Regions from separate parts of the Mus musculus genome. Here regions 1, 2 and 3 are each linked to region 4. The links are chromatin contacts, called in public Hi-C and HiChIP or PLAC-seq maps. All regions are on one chromosome and are shown on one strand. Each heading gives the region's core, a stretch centred on a gene start, on an enhancer-like site or on the middle of the called end of the contact. The rest is flanking DNA. Distances are from core to core; before and after follow the strand shown.

What was found. A called contact is a pair of places that touch in the nucleus more often than the background predicts. HiChIP or PLAC-seq counts read pairs in DNA pulled down with a chosen protein or histone mark.
Region 1: an H3K27ac HiChIP or PLAC-seq map of heart atrium shows a contact between it and region 4, with 5 read pairs. The contact joins two enhancer-like sites. A contact is called at or near these places in 4 of 115 datasets of contacts at active chromatin or transcription factors (craniofacial prominence, heart atrium, neural tube and 1 more).
Region 2: a Hi-C map of uterus shows a contact between it and region 4. The contact joins two enhancer-like sites. A contact is called at or near these places in 2 of 484 Hi-C or Micro-C datasets (both in uterus).
Region 3: a Hi-C map of adipose-derived mesenchymal stem cells shows a contact between it and region 4, with 1.8 times the contacts expected there. The contact joins two enhancer-like sites. A contact is called at or near these places in 1 of 484 Hi-C or Micro-C datasets (adipose-derived mesenchymal stem cells) and 1 of 115 datasets of contacts at active chromatin or transcription factors (fibro-adipogenic progenitors).

What each region holds. Positions count from the first base shown.
Region 1 is chr2:45,095,343-45,100,594 of GRCm38.p6, reverse strand. All of the region lies in intron 2 of Zeb2 (zinc finger E-box binding homeobox 2), which reads left to right. Among named protein-coding and RNA genes, the nearest start is that of Zeb2os, 13 kb to the left of the region's middle. Within about 2 kb of position 2,419, at least 26 of the 459 cell types and tissues checked have an H3K27ac peak or open chromatin away from gene starts, as enhancers often do. A contact at or near this core is called in heart atrium, where this site is marked.
Region 2 is chr2:45,183,709-45,188,441 of GRCm38.p6, reverse strand. No RefSeq gene overlaps it. Among named protein-coding and RNA genes, the nearest start is that of Gm28643, 54 kb to the right of the region's middle. Within about 2 kb of position 3,096, at least 86 of the 459 cell types and tissues checked have an H3K27ac peak or open chromatin away from gene starts, as enhancers often do. A contact at or near this core is called in uterus, where this site is marked.
Region 3 is chr2:45,774,447-45,779,429 of GRCm38.p6, reverse strand. No RefSeq gene overlaps it. Among named protein-coding and RNA genes, the nearest start is that of 1700019E08Rik, 80 kb to the right of the region's middle. Within about 2 kb of position 2,224, at least 72 of the 459 cell types and tissues checked have an H3K27ac peak or open chromatin away from gene starts, as enhancers often do. A contact at or near this core is called in adipose-derived mesenchymal stem cells and fibro-adipogenic progenitors, where this site is marked.
Region 4 is chr2:45,513,227-45,518,511 of GRCm38.p6, reverse strand. No RefSeq gene overlaps it. Among named protein-coding and RNA genes, the nearest start is that of Gm30792, 22 kb to the left of the region's middle. Within about 2 kb of position 3,526, at least 41 of the 459 cell types and tissues checked have an H3K27ac peak or open chromatin away from gene starts, as enhancers often do. A contact at or near this core is called in adipose-derived mesenchymal stem cells, fibro-adipogenic progenitors, heart atrium and 1 more, where this site is marked.

The DNA.
Region 1 (5,252 bases), core at 1,170-3,669, 420 kb after region 4:
TTCAAAGCAAAAGGAGGCTTACAATTACTTTTTGAACACTTTCGGAGCATGGTCAGGTCACAGTTTGGGGCTGAATTAAAATGATCTCATTCATGATCTAATTGAGGCTGGCACCACCTTATAGCAGTAGCAGGAGTACATAAATATAAATCAAAGACCAAAATTTAACAAATCATATCATTTGCTAGAAATCTGCTCATGAATTATTCTCCAATTGCCAACCCAGAAGTTAAACTTTGTCTCTTCTGAGCAACAGTAGCTGCCGATTTTTTTTTTTTAAAGGCTTCTGAGAGGAAAGTTACAGGAGCTGAACAGAGAAAGGAGAAGGAAGATGACCTATGTTTCCTCAGATAACCGTGGTGTTTGTGACCCAAGAAAGTATGAGCGCTGATAAAGCCATGCCCAGGAACAGGGGGCACCGCAGACCTGCTTAGACATTACTGTGGGCTTTCAGAAGCCAGACTCAGGAAAGCAAGGACTCTGACATATAGTGTAGGGAGGAGAAAACATGTCCAAAAAGACCTGACTGAAACTTTGCTTTCATTTTTTGACTGAGGGATGCAGTCATCAGAATGGTTCACCCTTGCTTGCAGTTATTTCCCTTACCGAGCTGGGTTGAAACACTGAGACTTGAAGCTGCCATTCTGGTAAAGAAGGTGAGACAGGACCATTACTGTACATATTCGAGTTACTTCTCCTATTTTAACTACAAAATTACTACTCAGATAACTTCTCAATCAATAGGTCAAAGAATCCATTCTAGTATAACTCCCATTTTGGGCTTCTTCTCCATCTTTGTGTATCCGGGAATCATTTTTACTTTTGTTGTAGTATAAACTGGGAAAGGTTGAATTCTTAACTTGAATTCTTTGAAGTTAATTTTTTACATCTCATTTGTATGAAGGTATTCCTTCTATCATATAACGAATACAGAGTTGGTCAGTTTACTCAACTTAACCTAAAGGAAGGCATGAATCTAAGTCTCCAGTAAAGTGATTTCTTTCTTTTGAGAGTACGTAATTACCCAGAACGATTTTCCATGACAACAAGACACATTCCACATAAAAACCAGCAATAGCTACATTGCTTAAATGAAAGAATATCAGGTTTTTGTTCCTTACAGACTGTTTCGTGTTTCTTAATTAATCCTAGAGAAGAAGAAAAAGTGTTTCTAACAAGGAAGTAGCCACTCCCTCTCCCCCAGATAAGTAACCGGTAACAAATCAACAAATTAAAACATGCTATGTAGATCTGAGATTTTGTTCCCCTCATATACAAGTGAGTACATTTCAAGCAGCCAGTGCCCACGTGATCCACGAATTCAGCATACAGCTTTCACTCCTTGCTAGCTTAAATTGTATTTATATTCTCTTGCATATCCAAGTAGCTGTAATCAAGGAAACTTTGCAATTGGCCTATTCTTGGAAGTACCTGTTTCTATTTTCAACACCCAAGCACATCAATGGAAGTGTTTCACATCATGAGATTTCTCAGTTGTAAGAGGTGAGGTTTACATAGAAAGAACTCAGTCGGCTGTGTTTTCATAACAAAAAGTCCCATTAAGGGAGAAATATCTAGAAGCAAGATGGTTACCCCCTAAAGATTTCCCATCACCTTTGCTCTGCTAACAAAAATGTGAAAACTAAATCCAACCCATCTGCACACTCCTATACACCCAAACACGAATGCATACTAGGGTCCTAACTCTGGGTCTTTTTCTCTTTAGCCTTACTCTAAAGAAGACCTACCCCATAAATGAGACCCATTTAAACAAAAAGCATAGATAGGAAGAGTTGATGTAGACTTCTGCAGTCAGATTTCAGGAGAGAAAGATGTTCTCTGTGCTACCCGAGGCTTACTGAATTTGCTTGTATCTAATAATCTACGCTTAAGTGTATTGTGTAGGATAAATTACTTGCTTTATGCTTTTAAGCTGTTTTCCTTAAATAGTGCCTACCTTAATATAGATTATCCTAGATTTATTGCAAGTTATTATGGGAAAGGAAAGGAAAGGAAAGGAAAGGAAAAAAAAAGAAAAGAAAAGAAAAGAAAAGAAAAGAAAAGAAAAGAAAAGAAAAGAAAAGAAAAGAAAAGAAAAGAAACTCAGCATTCTGGAATCCTAACTGAAGATAATACTTTAAAGTGGTGTTTATAGTGTTTAGGAGAAAGGGGGAGGGAGACCTTTAAGCTACACTAAATACTTAGAGGTGTATAGTACTTTATACTTGTGCAGATAAAGAGTGAGGTAGCCTTGCTCCATGAATCCCAGGCCACAAATGATATGTGCCAGTAGGTTCTTTGATAGGGTTCCTGGCCACAGTGTTTTTGTGCTGTCAAACTGCTATGTTGAACAAACACCTCCTCCGGGACAAAGTGATAAATGCAGAGACAGGCTGGCTTCAACCAGTCTCAGCGACCTCCTCAGCCACACCCCCACTCCCAGGTCCACCTTCTTCCCCTCCCCCACACTTGAAGTTGACAGTGTAGAGAGGTGGGCAAGGTTTTTCCGAGGTGTCAGGGGTGACTGATTATTGCCCCTCCCTAAGTCTTAGGAACCGGTATTCGGGTTACAGGCAAAGTCCTTTTTCTGGCAGGCTTTATCTGGTCTTTTTCAATGAAACTAAACTGGAGCTAAACTTTTGCCAACTCGAACCTTCTCCACTTTTACTTAATCGCTCAGAAAACGGCTTCCTTTCCTCATGTGTTCTCTCCAGTGATTTGAGCGTCATTTTCTAATGTTCAGATGATTGCGTCGTGCAACACGAAACAACAAAAAAATGTTGCCTTAAAAACATCCAAACACGATACATACTACTTTCTTGCTTCCTAGCATTGTTTTAGGGCCAGCATTTCAGATGGATAGTCAATGAAATTTCTCTTCTCTCTGTTAGAGCCATTATTCTCTGACTAAACCCTGTTTGTTGGTGCCTTTGTGTGTGCATTTTTTCCCCCGATGTTAAATGAATTTCCGTCTTCTACTTCTGCAATCTCTAAGAAATAGATAAACCATTATATTTTTTCTCCTGCTCGTATTTTAAAGTGGTGATCCTGACAGCAGGACGATTATTGCACTTTATGTTTTAGTGGATGTTTGCTGTTGCTAGTTACAGCAACACTTATCATAAGACAGCAAGAAAGGAGTAGTCCCTGGTAATTAAAGTAATGAAATATTCATTTACTCTACCTTTTCTGTAGTCTCACAAATTAGGCTGCTACATTTAATGCCTGCACTGCCTCTGTTTTTATTATAATGGCAGCTTTCGCATCTGCAATTAGGACTAATTCTGACAGTTACAATTTCTGAGGGACGGTAAACAGTGAGCGAGCTGTGCAGCGGAGGTATTACACGTGAAAAGCCCTTGTCTCTTTAACCTTGTTGTTTTTTTTTTTCTCACAGAGGTTACCTTTTCCCGATGGTGCAAAATCGACTTGACATAACTGTTCATCAGTTTCAGGGTTTTCCCTGGAGGTATTTGCATCAAATCAGCCCAGTCAAGCTTCAAGTTGAAATTGGCAGGCCAGAAACTCACAGGGTAGAGACTAGAGAAGAGACAGCCAACGTACAGGCAGCAAACTGACAGCAGCCGAGTCTGACAGAGAGGGGGAGAGGCTGGGAGAAAGGGAAAGATTTTCAGCTTGAGTGTTGGGGAACCCCAGCCCCTCCTGGGCCAATGTCAGTAGCACCTGAAACTCCAGAAGGAGCAGGAAAGGTCTAGATTCAGAACACCTCCCACCACTAGGGCCCCTCAGCCCTGCCTAGGTTCACGTTTGCTTACTCTGATTGGATGCCTAAAGAGGAGTGGGTGCACTTAATTATCTGAGGCATCTCCTCGGTACTTAGCAGAGCTCGAAGGCCAAATCTCATGATCGGTGTTCTAGAAGAAAATGAGAAGGTTTGCGCTTCTTTCTTTCACTCTCTTTCTTTCCCCTGCTCCCAAATTGTTAACTTGTGGGACCATGAACAATATTTGTCTCTTTGCTGCCTTTCTCTTCTGAAGCAGATTAAATGTTCATAGAGACCAGAAACCAGGAGCCTGTAAATGCAAAATGCATTTTGGTCAACCCAAACAGACACGTAACAAACATATGTTCGAAGAGACACTCCTGTGAATAGCAAGGAGTTGCCAATTCTCTTTGTCAAATAATTCCCTTCTATCCTGATGACAGAGTTTGTTTAAAGGCCCCAAAACAAGGCGAAAATCTTAAAACCGTGAGAATGTTTCTTTCTTTCTTTTTTTTTTTTTATTTTCCTATTGAGAATACCACTTTAAGAAGAATTCTATAGTTGCAAAACTTGTTTTCACAATGAAAATAAATATAAAATTTTTTTTCTATCTTTGGCAGAGTACGTGTTTTTCTGCTTTATGTCTATAAAACAGATGCACGTTTCCCCATTCTTCTCTACAGTTTTAAACTTTGGAGAAGGGCGGCGGGAGGGGGGATGGGGGAAGCCTGGTGTCTTTACCAGATGATTTAAAATCCTCTTCTCTTTCCAGCTAGACTTGGGGGTCGAATAAACCCTTGCTTTCAAGCAGTCTTCAAGCTCCGTGTATGACAGGCATTGGCTGATCTGTTGATGCCCATTCGACAGGCACTGTTGAACTAAAGTGGTGTGACGGCACAGTTTTGTTAAGCTGTGAACAAAGGTTGGAGATGCCTTACTGGCGTCACCCGTGTGCATATTGGCCTTGTCACAGTGTGCTTGATTTAATGCTCTGTTTATTCCTAGATATTAAAACCTAAATTCTGAACAATAAGTTTTTCAAATGCTACTACATACCAACTTTATTTTAAAAAGCTTTAACTTTGAAGACCCCAGGGTCCATTTGCTCCTCCAGCCCCCCCACCCCCACCCCCCAATGCAACCAGTATTAGAACATAGCTCTGGAAAAGAAACGGACTCCCAGTACCTTCTTAGCTCTTACCCATTTAAAAATGGGATTTCAGCCTTTAAAAAGCCTTATTAGAGTAAAAGATTTATTTCTTCTTTGATCATTGGCTGAAAGTGATTATTTATTTCCAACAGTGTGTTCTCACGTAAATTCCTAAGGGACAGTTACCTTGTGTACACACAGCACTGCAAGAACTTTGAAAAAAGAGATATATTATTTAAAAGGTAGTGCTAAAGGAAGCCATTTAGAAATACCTGAAAGAGTAGGGCACATATCCACTGTCGGGGAGTTTGTGTTAAAGTGAGCCTTACTTAAGACAGCAGAGGAATTAGGTTAAGACTTAAAAATAAAACTTGGGGT
Region 2 (4,733 bases), core at 1,847-4,346, 330 kb after region 4:
CCAGAATCCTGCAAAGGAAGCCATTCCATAAAGGCAGTCAGAGCTGATCGGTAGAACACTAACCCAGGGACATGTGATAGTATGTAGAAAGGAGACACATTTCTTGCTTTTACCACATCAAGATATGGTTGTCTCATTCCGAAACAAACAAACAAACTGAATGAGTTCAGGATAGCAGAAAGGTAAGGTTTACTAAAGTGGTAACAGTAATATGTCTCCTGGGTGACTCCTAAGGAGCTTCACTTTTCAATAGTTGTAGCTGAGGGTGGTGTTTGCTCGCATGGAGAAAAAAAATATGGCCATGGTCATGTTTTAGAATTATTTGGCTCTCAGGTGTGATCCTGCGTAATCTCTGAGCCTGAGTACACTGACAGCATTCTGTATCTACACATTGGGACCAAATGAGCCATTCTGAAAGGTGTAAGATGGTGGGAAACAAATCAGATTCATACCAATGAGCAGCTTAGGATGAGAAAAAAAAAAGGCAGCCAAGAGAATCTAAGAAGCACAAGCTTGGAGACCAGTTGGTAAAATTAACTCTAGAGCCAGAATCTTCTGAAAAACCCATACATAGATGGCATGCTGAAGGAGTCCCAAGTAGACAACGGGGTAAAGCCAAGCAGAGGGGGGCCCTTCTCTGCAGCTCCCTTGGTGCCTTCTTATTCTTGAAGAGATAAATGAGTAGGTACTACAAGAATTTGTCTGGGTGGGTTTAGTGTGAAACCTGCCATTTTGCTTTGTGAGGGCTGGACTCATCACCTCAGAAGGTGTGAAAATGGGTGTGAAAAACCCTCCCTCTCCCACCCTTATTTCTTCTAATAAAATATTTTTTTTCTTCAAAGCCTTTGCACAACCAGCAAATGAACCAAAATACCTCACGCCAGTTCCCCATCTATTAAAAAAGAACTTTTCGGGAACTCTTGGGATCAGAAATTGGGTGTCATGACAAGTTTGAGGACATTCTGAGTTCATTGCTATGGGACCCACTATCTTCAGCTGCTACAAGATACCACACTCAGAAATATTCCCTTGCTACCTGTATGCCATAGGAAATTCCCTTGAAATGTTATTACACAGTGTGTGGAATCATCTCTACTTCCAAAGGAAGAGCCTTGCTTCAGGCATAGCCACCAGGGCAGGGCAGAATGTCATCTGCTCTTCCCACTTAGATACACTCAATGGTTCCAGGAAGGGTCGCCAGGGAAGATATCTTGTAACTAGTAGAGCCATACACTTCTATAAAATATGATTATTAGGTTTTGATTCCAATATGAAGACATGTGTACTGCTTAGAAAGTGGGTGAACTCCCTCAAATTTGCTCATCTCCTTAAGGTAAGCTCACAAACGTGCTACCTCAGTCACTGTTCATTTGGCCAGGTCTAAGCAAATACTGGTGCTGAGAAAGCAACCATGATTGGCATGTGTAGTATCAATGGAAGCATGAGAGTTTTGCTTCACTCCTTAATGCTTGTCATTAAATAGCACTGAAAACTAGAGTATATTTCACACTTCTTAAGTGACAGGTTCCACCCAAGTCAAGTTACCATTTATTTCTTTTAACATTTTTATTATTTCTTTTATGTTTTGAGATTATAATTACATTATTTTCCCCTTTTCTTTCCTCCCTTCAAACCCATATACCCCTCCTTCTTCTTTTTCAAATTTGTGGCCCTGTTTTCATTAGTTATTGTTATATATATATGGGATATATATATATATATATATATATATATATATATATATATGTATATATATATATACATATATATATATAATTCATATCTATGTTCCTAAATATATAAATACAACATGGTCAATCTTTTATGAGTGGTCAATGTCATTTCATTTTTTTCTACCTTGAGCTTTGAATCCTGTCTCCAGCGAACTTGTAATATTGTAATTCTCTCCTCCAAGAAACACTATGTTTATGTTCTAGTCATTCCATCAGCGACTGCAGCAGGTTAGGGACACTTCATACTCAACGATTCAAGTGCAGTTTTATGGTCGATATACCTAGTCACAAGGACAAGTACCCTACCCTGCCTAGATACCTGCATCATTCACTTGACACCATGAGGTTGAATGGTAACTTCAATTTGAATTGTACTAATTAAGCATTTCCTTTCTGCTGGCCTGGAAGACATAGCCTAGATTCTTAGTAAACTTTTCTTCTACTACTGAAATCACATTCAGAGACTGTAGCTTCTTAGAAAGAAGTGTGCGATTCACTCTGAGCACATGGAAGGCAGAGTCTGACACAACTCTTAGAAATCCATACTGAACTGAAAACAAACATCAAAAGATGGTGGAGAGGACATTCAGATTTAAAAAAAACAAAACAAAACAAAAAAACTTGAAGTCTCAGGACCACAGGTAAAAACTTCCCCCTTAGGATGCTCTGGTCACCAAATTCAAACCTATTCAGAAACAAAAGTGAGATGAAAACAGGACAAAAATTCCACAGCTTTATTTAAGAAGTGATATTTGAGCTATAAAGGATTTCCTGTCATTCTTGCTTGAAGTAATTTTATAATATTCTTTTGTTCTTGGGCTAGTCTACAATCCAAACAATCATGTATGCAAATGGCTCACTAGAGCAGTGGATGACCCAACAGGATAAACATTATTGTTTACCCAGAAGCACTATATGTTCATACACAAATGGCATTAAAAGCTTGTGGTCAGATCAAAAAACCACAACTGTAATTGCTTATTTATATAGCTCACCATTACTCTGTAGTGTAAGTTTACATTTTACAAAATTTCTAAACAATGCTGTTGTTCTTAGAAGAGTGAAAAATGTATGGTTTGCCCAAATGATTAAAGACAAACAGCTTGGGTCTAAGCCTCTGGTGAGAGGCTTCAGTATGGAAATTATTTACTTTGTCCAGTCTTACAGTTCTCATTTTTAGGCCGCCCTTGAAAGTCTATGATAACAGGGCCATTCAGTGAATTTCTGCATTTTTTCTCTTCAGTTCAGGGCAGCTGGTTTCTTTCTTCTCTAAGCAGAAAGCTCAAGTATATTTATCACCCCAAGAATGACTCAAAACAAACAGGAAGTCTTCATCAGGCGGCTCCTGGGCATAGCTGATATTAGGTACCGGCAGAGAGGAAACAGAGCGACCATTCTCTGGGAGCCAGGCAGAAGGTACATGCAGATGTAGGCGATAACCAACTTAGAGATGCTTCCAACGACCACCACGTTCTCCCAAGATTAAGTGGCGTGGCAACACTCGCCAGCTTTCCGAGGCTACTAAAATTCCTCGGGAGTTTTCCTTTCCATTTCAGTTTGAAAAAAGCAGTTTGAACTGGATACCATGAGACTCAAAATCCTTGTGAACCTAAGCGCCAAAGGAAACCTGGGCGGGAGCTATTCTGGGAGATCTGGCTTTGATCTGGTTGCTAGGAAAAAGCCCGGCTTTTGTCTGCAAGTATTCTGAATGGCTCCTTCAGTCAGAATGAGGCCTGCAGGTCACTGTCTGAATTAAGTGAAGAGGACTTTTTTTTTTAACGCTAAAAATGAAGTTGTCGCTGTATGGCACAATAAAGCTGGAGAGAGCGACTGTATTGCCGTGCCATTGCAGCAGCTCTTTGCTACAACTTAAAACTCCAAGGTATACTGTGGAAATCACTGGAGCATGCTTGCAGATCAAATATATGCAAATAGCCCTCAGTGGCACATATGTTCCTAGAGACCTCCCCTACACCTTCTTTTCAAATAAAACCTGTTTTAGATTCAAAGCACACTCTATTTTTATTAATGCAAACTTTCACTATCAAACAATTTTTTAACTTTATAAATAAATAGGGAAGCCAACCACTCACACCTAACTTTCCCCAACCAACCAAACTGGGAGAAATGGGCAGCTAACTCCTAGTACCAGTTCAAAGGTATTAGGCAATCCACTGGGGAGAGAGTCCCACCTCCCCCCCCCCCCCATCTGTTGACTAATCTTGTTTAGAATAAGGCCAGTACCTTTGTGTAAGGACTTTACAGCCAGTATCTAATCTTCACAGATCCTGGTAAGGTAGAAAAGGGGGAAATCTTATCTCTGTTGAACAGATGAGGAGACAGAGATGCAGGGAGTGAAGAGCTCACATTTTAAGTGGCACCTTCTGTTCTGATGTAAGGAATGACGAAAGTAGGACTGGAATGTCAGCTTCGACTTGCGTGCCCCTGGTCCCTTTGAGGACCTGCATTACTCTCCAGTGACCGTGTTAGCCCTCCATACGCTCTTGGGAAAATGTGCAGCAGCGACTGTGAAGTCAAGCCCTTGACCTCAGCACCAGTGACATCAGGTACAAACGAACTGGAGCCACTGAATGAAAACCGAAGTCGCCTCCAGCAGAACAGGACTAATCACAGCCCTTCTAAATCAGTTTGGAAAGAAGGGGCTATTTTTCACAACTTCCTTCGGTTTCATCCTCCCTCCCCTTTGTTCAAAATTTATTTTGTTCTTCTAGCAAATCCTAAAGCGTACGTAGATTCAAAAATAAGAGAGAGAGCTGAGACAGAAAAAAAATGGGCAAAGAAACATTTCATTTTAAAGAACCAAATGAGTGAGGTCAAAGTGTTCAGAAGCTGGGACCATCAGGCACATAGCAACCCTGCTATATGAAATGTTTTCACACTTGCAGTAAAAATAAGGACAGGCTAACAGTCAAAAGCATCCTTTTCCAAATAATGCCGGACATCCTCTTTTAAAGAAACTAGGTACTTTGTTTCTTAGGG
Region 3 (4,983 bases), core at 975-3,474, 260 kb before region 4:
TCGACATTAGGCAATGTTTTTCTGAGTTTGTCAATAATGACAAATATTTATTTTATGTGTGCATGTGATATATGATTTATACACACATGCAAGTGTTAGTGCCCACACGCCTGTAGTCATGCGAAGGTGAGAGGTACCCTACTCTATTACCTGTGACTATTTCATTTGATACAGGATCTCTGAACAGGAAACTAGAATAACAGGCATCAAGACAGAGAAATACCCTTTATTCTTACAACAGTACTAGAGTAGAGGTGTCTATGGTCATACCTACATCTGATTTCTTATATGATGCCTGGGGATTTGAACTCAGCTCATCATGCCTGTCCAGCAAGTGATCTCACACTTTGAGTCATCTCCCCAGCCCCATGAGAAATATTTCTAATTAAAAGTAAAGTGTATTTGTAGTGCCAAATAACCTGATACTGTTTCTCCAGCTTTGTAAAGATGTACAAGAGAAACGTTTTACAATTGAATATAGGCTTGATTCTGAATTCAATATTTTTGAGAAAGGTCATGAGGTGAGATCTAAATCATAAGTGGCTTTCTGGAGTTCCATTAAGGCAGAAGAGTCTTCTTGGCCAATTTTAAGGAAAAAAAAAAAAAAAAACCTGTTTTTGTTTCAAAACAAAACGTGTTTTGTTTTTTGTTTTTGTTTTTTTACCTTTGTATTCTTGAAATGAATTTACACACTTTACAATACTGCTTTGGAGTCTGGATAAAATAAATGGCAAACTACTAGGTTAAGAGCAATGTCGTTTACTCAAAGTCAAAGATCACATGTGTGTTTTCATTGTTTTCAGCCTCTCCATTCACAGTTAGGGAGTTTGAAGCAGCAAATGGTTCCTTACCTTCAATTCACACCTGCCATTTGAGCTTGCCGTTGTAGTTACAAATTATTCCTGAGACTGAAAATTACACCTAGAAAAGAAGTAGAAACCATCTATAGCCTCTATAATACCGTCTTTCAGGCACCGATTCAAAGCTTGAGGTCAATGAAAGTTTAAAATCTTTCTAAATTTTTAAATTATATTGAATGGGCCACCTGCTGCCCCATTTAGGCACCGGCCAGTGAAAGATGCTCAGAGTCCAAGCGCCACTAGATAAGCAAGTGGTAACGAGATGGGGGAGAAAGAAGCAGAGTAGACCGTGTACTACTATGAAGAGACAGAACTCGAGACTCACAGCAGTGAGGGACAGCCTTATAAGAGAGGCCTGTGTTGCCACTTGAGGCCAGGGTGATGACCGGTCCCTTCTGCAGCAAAGGACCATGTCTGGGTCTCTAGCTCTGGTGTAGGTGTTTACGTGTCTGTGGTCGATGTTATCACCAAAGACCATGAAGACATATGTCCTCTGAGCTGCCGCCTGAAGCCATGTTGATGTCCCAGGGCCTTTCTGAGCTGGCCCTACTCCTTGATTGCTATAGCACACAGGAAAGCCCTTCTGCCTGAGCAGCACCGAAGAGCTAGCCCTGATGGCATAAGCGTGGAAGAGCTGGCGAGTTTAGGAGAGCTGGCGCTGGTGGTATGGCCACCAGAGAGAGGGGGTAGGTTGGCAAACTCATTTACTAGCCAGGCCCAAATCTAGGGCTCCAACATCTACTGCCGGATCTATGTGCTACTGGAGAGCGTGAAGGCAGAACCAAACCTGCAGGATCTCCATGACACAGGGCAACAAGATATATGAGAGAAGTCCTGGTGAGGATCAACCTGTATTGATGGTGCAGCCAGAGGCCTCGAACCAGACCAATGACTCATTGTAATGAGCATTAGCAAGTAAAGCTGTTTGGGCGAAGGGGTGTGGCACACTGTGACTCACGGCAGATTCCATGGCAAAACTTTGCTTTGTTTTGTTTTGTTTTCTTCCCCATGGGAAGGACGAAGGGGGGGGTGATATTGCAAAGGTGGAGGGTGGATATAGAAGGCCTGGGAAATGAGTGGCATTTGGGTGCACGATGTGAAATTCATAAAGAATCAATAATAGTTATGAGACTAAAACACCAAAATATTGTTATTTTAAAGTATATGCGTGTGTAGGAACGTATGTGCTCCAGTGTGTATGTACTCGCACGCGTTGTGTATGTGTCCATGGGGGACAAAAGTGTAAGGGTTTAGGGTTCTCTGAAGTTCTATTTAAAACTGACTGAGTCACCAGATGTGGACACTGGGAACCCAGTTTCAGTCTTCAGTGTGGTACATGCTCTTAATCAATGAGAGAGCTCTTAAGACAGCCCAGTTCTTGACTTCTCATCCTGACTCATCTTTTAGCTCCCACAATAAAGGTTACAGAGCACAATGCACGCAAATTCTAAAAAGGACACTTTGCTTTAGAGATGCAGAAGGTTGGCAAGGCCTGCCACATTCCCACAGCTTCTGTCATTCAGGTGAACCTCAGAAACTCAATGACAACACTCCCTGATTTGGGCAAGCCTGCAGAGGGCAGGATTCCAGCTGGCTGGGATCTCCGACTGGAGGCAACACGGGGACGGACCCGCCTTTGTGAAATGAAACGGGTTGCAAGGGAACAAAGTGACGCAGATTCCTGTGTTCAATGACCGTATGGTTTTCATTATCTTGTTCTCAAGGAAGAATTCATCCAAAGAACAACCAAATGAAAGCAATGTGTACTCTGTGTCAACCCATCCTTGGATGAATGTGCCACATTTGCTCCATTATCTTGGCGGTGATTGTCTAAAGGTGGAGACGCGGGGCGGTAAAGACAAAGCAAAAACACCGAGGAGCAATGGTGGTGGGGGTAAGAGGAAAGAAACACTCTGGTGTCTTATTATGTAGCTTCCCACACTCAACAAAGCTGTAATTCATCCTGCAGGTGCAAACACTGCTGGCTTGCTCACAGGCTCTTGACGGATGGGCCGGATGCGTGATTCTTACCCCAGATGCTCTTTGGAACAGCAGCTATGAGATAGGCGACTATGTGCACCTGAATCAGCACATTCACTGAAGGGTTTTATCTCATTCCTGATTTCACAAACAGTTCTGTACATAGGGCAACAAGCATTTGGCAAAAGGCTGTTATCTTTCTTTTAATGCAGAAAAATGATCAATCTACACATCTCTAGAGTCATTTCTTTATGGTTGTCTCTGAGGTAACCCTGGTATTAATGCCCTGATTACCCAGAGGCACATTAGTGAACCATTATCAGACTACAGGGAAATATTATATTCTCTTGTGATTCCTACATGATTTTCAAGAATTTGGCATTTTCTACAATAAACTAGGGGGTTCAAGCCATTTGAATTGATAGGCTATTCAAAATAACAAAGGCCATGTGACCTGAAGCTCCCCACTCCTGCTCATTAACTGCCACCAGCTTTAAGGATTTTAAGATTTGAAAGAAAACCAAGTCTTTCAGGTTGAAGTTTCACTGACTCTTGGCAAAATCTAACTTCCTGGTTAAAAGGAAAAAAAAAAGTTTATGAAAAAGCTCACAAGGGTTCTTAGACATCAAATGGGTCTTACGAAACCACATTTTGATGAGCTAAGTGTAAATGAATCAGAAACACATGGATTAAATTTCCCTTGAAATACACATGGGCTTGGAAATTAAGGAAAAAGTGTTTAGCCAAATGTGTTTTGGGTTTTCGTGAACTGAAAACATTTGAAAAAAAAAGTTGAAGTATTTGCTAAATTCTAATATGCTGTTGTGTTTGCTCAACCTTTCTCCAAATCAATTAAGTTTCCACGAGGCTCCCTCCGTTCCCTTGTGGTTTGTCTTGTCACCTCTGTCCTGACACTTTATAGGCCAAACTAAATTTCCATTAAAAAAAAATAGTGTGTTGCTCATCTACTTAAAAATGAGGTAGCTATTAAAACACACGGAGAGTCAGAGACATTAAGGCGTGGAAAGCACCCATTAGGTCACGCATTCTGTCCTAAGGGTTGGAGCACAGGCACTCACAAGTCTCTGGTGCTTTCTCCACCACAGTTTTAAATATCTCAAATGACAGGACTTCTCCTTATCCCTTGGGAGAATATTGTGCATCCTAATAGATTTTACCATTAGGAACTGTGATGCAGTATGCGAGGGGGCGTACTGGGAAGGCAGGATGGGTACTTAACCCTTTCACCACTCTGTTACCTGCCCTGTGCCCTGAGATTTGCAGCAGTGTTCTGGTGCTAATGAATGAAGACGATACAGAGTTTTCATTAAAACCAGGCAAGCAAGCAAGCAAACAAACAAAATGGTCCTTGCCTATAGAAAGATTTACTATACATTGCGTTGCCACACAAATTTCTACAGTGAGCCTCCATCTTACAATAGAGCTAGGACATGCTAAGTATCCACTCTCTTGGTTTTATCTGCCCTGTTACTTGAAAAATTCACAATACTGGAAATCTTAGGATGTTTTCCTGAACAGGAAATGCTGTCTAACTGACACTAGCCAACTCCTAAAAACACAGGGTACCTGTTCACATCTTTTATTTTGTATCTTTTATTTTGTATTTTCTCCCAAAACACCCTTGCTCAGCCTCCAATGTCTTTTCCTTAACTAGCAAGCAAAAGCATTTGCCTTTTTTTTTTTTTTTTTTTTTTTTCTGCTCAGGTAAGTAGACTGTAAGGATACATCTATCTGTCTTTCTAGACAGACAGAAAAGCCTAGCTTTCAATATAACTAACACATTTTCAAAGGTCTTCTGGCAGAGTTTACATGAATTTGCTCTCATTCTTGTTCTACTTACAAATGAGGTCTAAGGCACATAATGACTTACATGGCCTGTCATACTGCTACTACGCTGACCTTTTCAAGATTCTGCATTGTGAGCAGCTGACAGGCATTACCTCTTCCAAGCCAGTTATTTCAACCTATAAAATGGAGCCAATGAAGTGGTAGAGGATCTAGGATTGGGAATGGGAAAACAGCACTCTGTTTCTGGTTTCTCTTTCTGTGCTCTCTTACCGGTTTGTTAGGTTTGCATGATTCTACAAACCGAGGTTTTGTTTGTTTGTTTCTATGTGAGAAT
Region 4 (5,285 bases), core at 2,277-4,776:
AGAACTACTCTCTATTCTGAGGTGATGGATTATTTAATTAACCATTGACCTTTCTCCAACATTGCTTGACAATAAGCATAGTCCCATGCAAGCTGCTGGTCAACTCTGTGCTGATTATCAATCAGAGGAGGACATTTTTTGCAATTTAGGTGAACACGCAGAATTGCTTTGTACTGTTTATTTACCTAAACTGACTGTCAAATTAATTTGGTATTTTTCTTTTTAACTATCCACTAGATAAAGAGCAACAGATTCATTATTCTTTTGGAAATTAGACTTTACAAAACAAATGTGTTTGGTGAAACCAAAATGAATCAGCCAATAGGAAAAGCAAGCATTACTTCCTATTAATGAATCACCCAGAAAAGGTTGCAGCAATTCATTTTTATTGCAACCCATCTTTCAAGGTTCCCATTGAATCCAGCCAATTGTAGGAAATATGATCCCCCAGGAGAATAAGGCATGGCCTTTGGAGAGTTCTCACCGTTGTTTATAACTTTCCACATTTTCCTTCAAGGGTTTATTTTCTTTATAGAAGGGAAGGGAGGAGAGAGGAGAGAGAGAGAGAGAGAGAGAGAGAGGAACGAAGGAAAAAGAGAGATGGAAAGAAAGAAAGAAAGAGAGAGAGAGAGGGGGGGGAGGGAGGGAGGGAGAGACAGAGAGAAAAAAAGAAAAGAAAGGAAGGAAGGAAGGAAGGAAGAAAGAAAGAAAGAAAGAAAGAAAGAAAGAAAGAAAGAAAGAAAGAAAGAAAGAAAGAAAGAAAGGAAAGAAGGAAGAAAGGGAGGGAGAGACAGAGAGAAAGAAGAAAGAAAGAAAGAAAGAAAGAAAGAAAGAAAGGAAGAAAGGAAGGAAAGAAGGAAGGAAGGGAGGGAGAGACAGAGAGAAAGAAGAAAGAAAGAAAGAAAGAGAGAGAGACAGAAAGAAAAAATAAAGAAAAGAAAGAAAAAGAGAGAAAGAGAGAAGGGTGAAGAAGGAAGGAAAGAAGAAAGGAAGGTAGAAAGGAAAGAAAGAAGGAAGGAAGGGATGGAGGGAGGGAGGGAGGGAGGGAGGGAGGGAGGGAGGGAGGGAGGGAGAGTAGATTTCAACTAGTTAAGTGTAAGACCAGAAACCATTTCAACAATTAGTTTCTATATTGGTCTAGCCTGGTTTCGTCTGCTCTCAGAAACCCTTCACCTACTTGGTTTCTTTCTTCAGGGATCTTCAGCTTAGACATGGGATGAAGCTTAGAGTTCTGTAGGAGGAAGCTTCCCAAATATGCCACTTCTGAATCCAGCATTTAGAAATGTGACATGTGGGGGACAGCAGTACATTTGCAGACAGACCTATGGTGGTTGCCTTTCCTGCTACCACTACCTTGTTTGCTTCACAATTGTGTAAGGAAACACAATGCAAAGCAACTTAGAGTCAAACAATTCTAGCCTCACCACCATAGGTTCTTTCCTTTAGCATGCACGGGGACGGGGGGCACAATATTGTGCACAATATCTTCTTGCCACCTTTATTTCCTAGTCTATAAAATAGGAATCAAAATAATCATGATTCAATGGAAATACAATGAGATAGCACATGCAAATTCAGATTGAAAAAAATAACACAGCTTCTCCAACATGAGTTTCCAGTTAGTTGAGTGGATACAAACATTATCTTCTCAAAGTTGATCACAATGTAGGAGAGACAGTTCAGCAACAACCATGGGCCATTTCTATTTCCCCAAAGTGCACAGTGTTTAAAGACTTGACATTATGAAAGTATATTGTCTTCATTAATTTATGTTAATTTTTAATGTTGGTATGACTCTATTGCATAATATATACAGAAGCCTCTGTGTATGGTGGTATGCATATATACATGAACACATGCACTAAAAACACATAGATATTGCAGGGTGAAAGAGTTTTGACCTCCAAGAAAGCAGATTTTCATTAAAGTCTTAATCTAGGACATAATACCAAGCATTAATTGTAACAGTGGCTACTTTTAGTTTAATAAGAAAAGAAAAAAATTGCTTAAAAATGAATTGTATATTGAAATTAGCAAAAAAATCCCATTCTATATATATTTATTATAGTGTCTGAAATTAAACTTTCTAATTTTATAGTTACACACACTGGAATGGTATGTGCAATGTACACTTATTTTCCTTTGTATCTGTAAATCATGTTTTTGCTTTGACATCTATCAATTTCCTGTCAAAGCTAAGAGCTTATTTCCTGTGGGAACAGATCCTTATGGGTCTAACATCAGATACCTAGATGGGTAAGTTGTATGTTTGATGCATGGTGACATTAATGTAATATTATGATGGATATCTATTAGCAGGTACATCACCCGAACACACACTCTCTGAACATCTTTGACAGAGGCTGCCCTTTCCCTGTCTGTCAATCCACACTAGAATCATAAGAATGAGCAAATGTGACAGAAAAGGGCTATACCAATTATAGATGAAAGGATAGCATCTACTCCCACCATTTGATGTGATTTATTTGTTGGTCCTTCTGCATTTGGAGGCAGCACACTGCAGCTGTTTATGAAGTGACAAATGGTACCCAATGACAGTGAATGACTTCTCTAATCAATTTAACATGTCTAAATAGTGATCATGAATTGTGGGATTTGTTGAGTGTCTGTGAGTACAGAAATTACTGAATAGTTTTCATTAAAACATATATTTCAAATATACACCTGGAATAGTAACATCAAAGATAACAGAAATAAGAATTTTTAATATAAGGATTAAGTTTTCAGGTGTGTTTTAAGTCCAGTATTTTAAACTTTTCCTTTTTTTTTTTTAAAAAAAAAGAGGTGTTAGTTTTTTAATAAGAGAAGTTTATGGGTTTTTTTTTCTTTTTTAGCTTTATTTGATAGAGGAAGGTCATAATTATCTTGGGTGGGAATATAGTGAAATTGTATAAAGTTTTGGTGGTTTATTTTTCCAAATATCAACTTAAGTTTAAGTTATTATCTAACCCCTTTTAATAAAACTCTTTTGTTATAAATGAATTTATCAATGAATCCACTGTGTACCTTTTATATTTTCTTGAAAACTATGTACTACGAGAGGGGTGGATTGCACTATCAGAGTTATTTCCCTGAACACTATGCATAATTGTTTGAACTTACACATAATTCAGACAAGTTTTTTTTCCCTCTTATAGATAACTAGTATAACAGAGGAAGTCACAAGCTGGGATAACTTTACACAAGAGTATTCACGTATTAATTTCAATTTGTTAGGAGTAGGTAGTCTTTTACATACTCAATACAAAGCACTACTGCTATAAGCCAAGAATGATTTTCCCCTATCTCTGTATTATTCAAATTTATTAAACAATATTTCATGTTTGTTTGACACAATGTCAAACTTGGGCTCCTAAAGAACTGCGGCAGCTTTGGGGCTGTTATGTTTTCTTGGACTTTAATCATTTTTGGCAAGGCTCCACTTCCTGTCAGAAAGTGAAACAGCTTTGGAATGTCATTTTCCCGAAAGAAAACAGAGAGAATCTGAGAGGAAGTTCTCCTCCACTCCAGATCCCCTAAGATACTCAAACACACTCACAGGAGGGCTGGAATACATCAAACATTAGCAGAGGGAAAAGGACACAATTTTCCCACATTAAAATACATGGATAAAGTTGAACTTCTGCTAAAAATAGTTCCCATGACTAATCCTATTAAGTTTAAAAAATTGGGCAGTATCCTCCTTGAAGTGGAATGACTCTCTACCATCACACTCTGCTGAGCCCACCACTCACCCTGAAGCTAGCAGCCCTTCAATATTAGGCCCTCATCTTTCTGTTTACAATGACATCAGACTTAAAGAGGACAGAGTAAGAATGAGAGAGAGAGAGAGAGAGAGAGAGAGAGAGAGAGAGAGAGAGAGAGAGACTTTATTCAACTCTAAGCTATCAAAGGACACCAAATATAAGATATGAGGATCAAAATTATCTCAGTATGCCAAAAATTCTAAAGTGCAATATACATCCTGTACAAATCTACAACATTTTCCCACCCAGTCTTAGACTCCCTGTGTGTCCCCAGGGAGCGATAACACTGCAGAAAGCAAACAAAGATTACTCCTAGCTGTGCCACTTCAAGATGAGAAATGTTGGATGTGACTTGAAGTAGAAAGATATAAACATCTCTCCTCTTTTGGAATTGCAAGCCCCTGGTTTTTGCATGTGAAAGTAGCAAACGAAGAGAGAAAAGGAAGGACTGAAGAAAAAATCACTAAAAAAGGCTGAGCAAGTTGAAAGGTTCTAACCCAAGTTGAGTGCTGTTGTATTCTAGTGAGGGGAAGCCAACACATACCCACCACTTCTGAATTAACAATGATAATCGATACTTTTCTAATCTTTCAGAAAGGGCAGTGACAGGAATATAAAGGAGCTGCAGAGAGTGTCATTCCATACTATGATATTGACATATGTTAGCTAAGTGATTAACAATAGAGAGGTTCAGCTATAGTGAAACCTGAACCCAGCTGATGCCATTAACACATACATCTGATGAACTCTACAGACCACATTAAACAGAGAGAGCACAACGACTATAGGAGAATGGCTTTTAATGAAATCATGTCTAAAAACGGAGGCTGATAAATGTCATCAAGGAGTTCTTTGTGGAACCGGGAGACAGTGACAATCATGCAGACAGTAATTTGAAGAGAAGAACAGGTAACACAGTCCCAAGTACACTGAGATGCCTTAGAGCTTATACACTTTTAAAGCAAAGTGGGTCATCTTTAAATACTGTATTATGATACTAAATAAACAAACAAACAAACAAACAAACCAGTTGATTTAGAGTTTTCCACATTGGCACTGAAGTATGCAATCCTATAAATTCACTATCATAAAACAAATAGTTTTTATTCACTAAATAGTACATATTTGAACCAATCCATAATTTACAAAAGTAGGTCATTAAGTGTTGGATGTATTGCATATATGTGATGCACTTCCTATGACTGTAACCTAGAACTCCATCCATAAGGGCCACTGAACAAAGGGTGTGCTCATCTATAAGCTAAGCACGTTTTTCAGTTTGCCTTATTTGGAGGACAAGTTCCAGCTTCACGGTCACCACACAAGTGAGACCAAATGTTATGACGTTTACGGATGGAAAGAAACTCTCCCAAGTTACAGACACAGGGAGACACAGAACTGAGGATGTGGGAGTCACTTCTAAACTGCCTGCATCGATCTCCAGCTCTGCTACTTCATAATTAACACAGGTACCCTCTTAATCTTTGTCATTTGGGGATTTGTCAAGTCAGGCCCTAA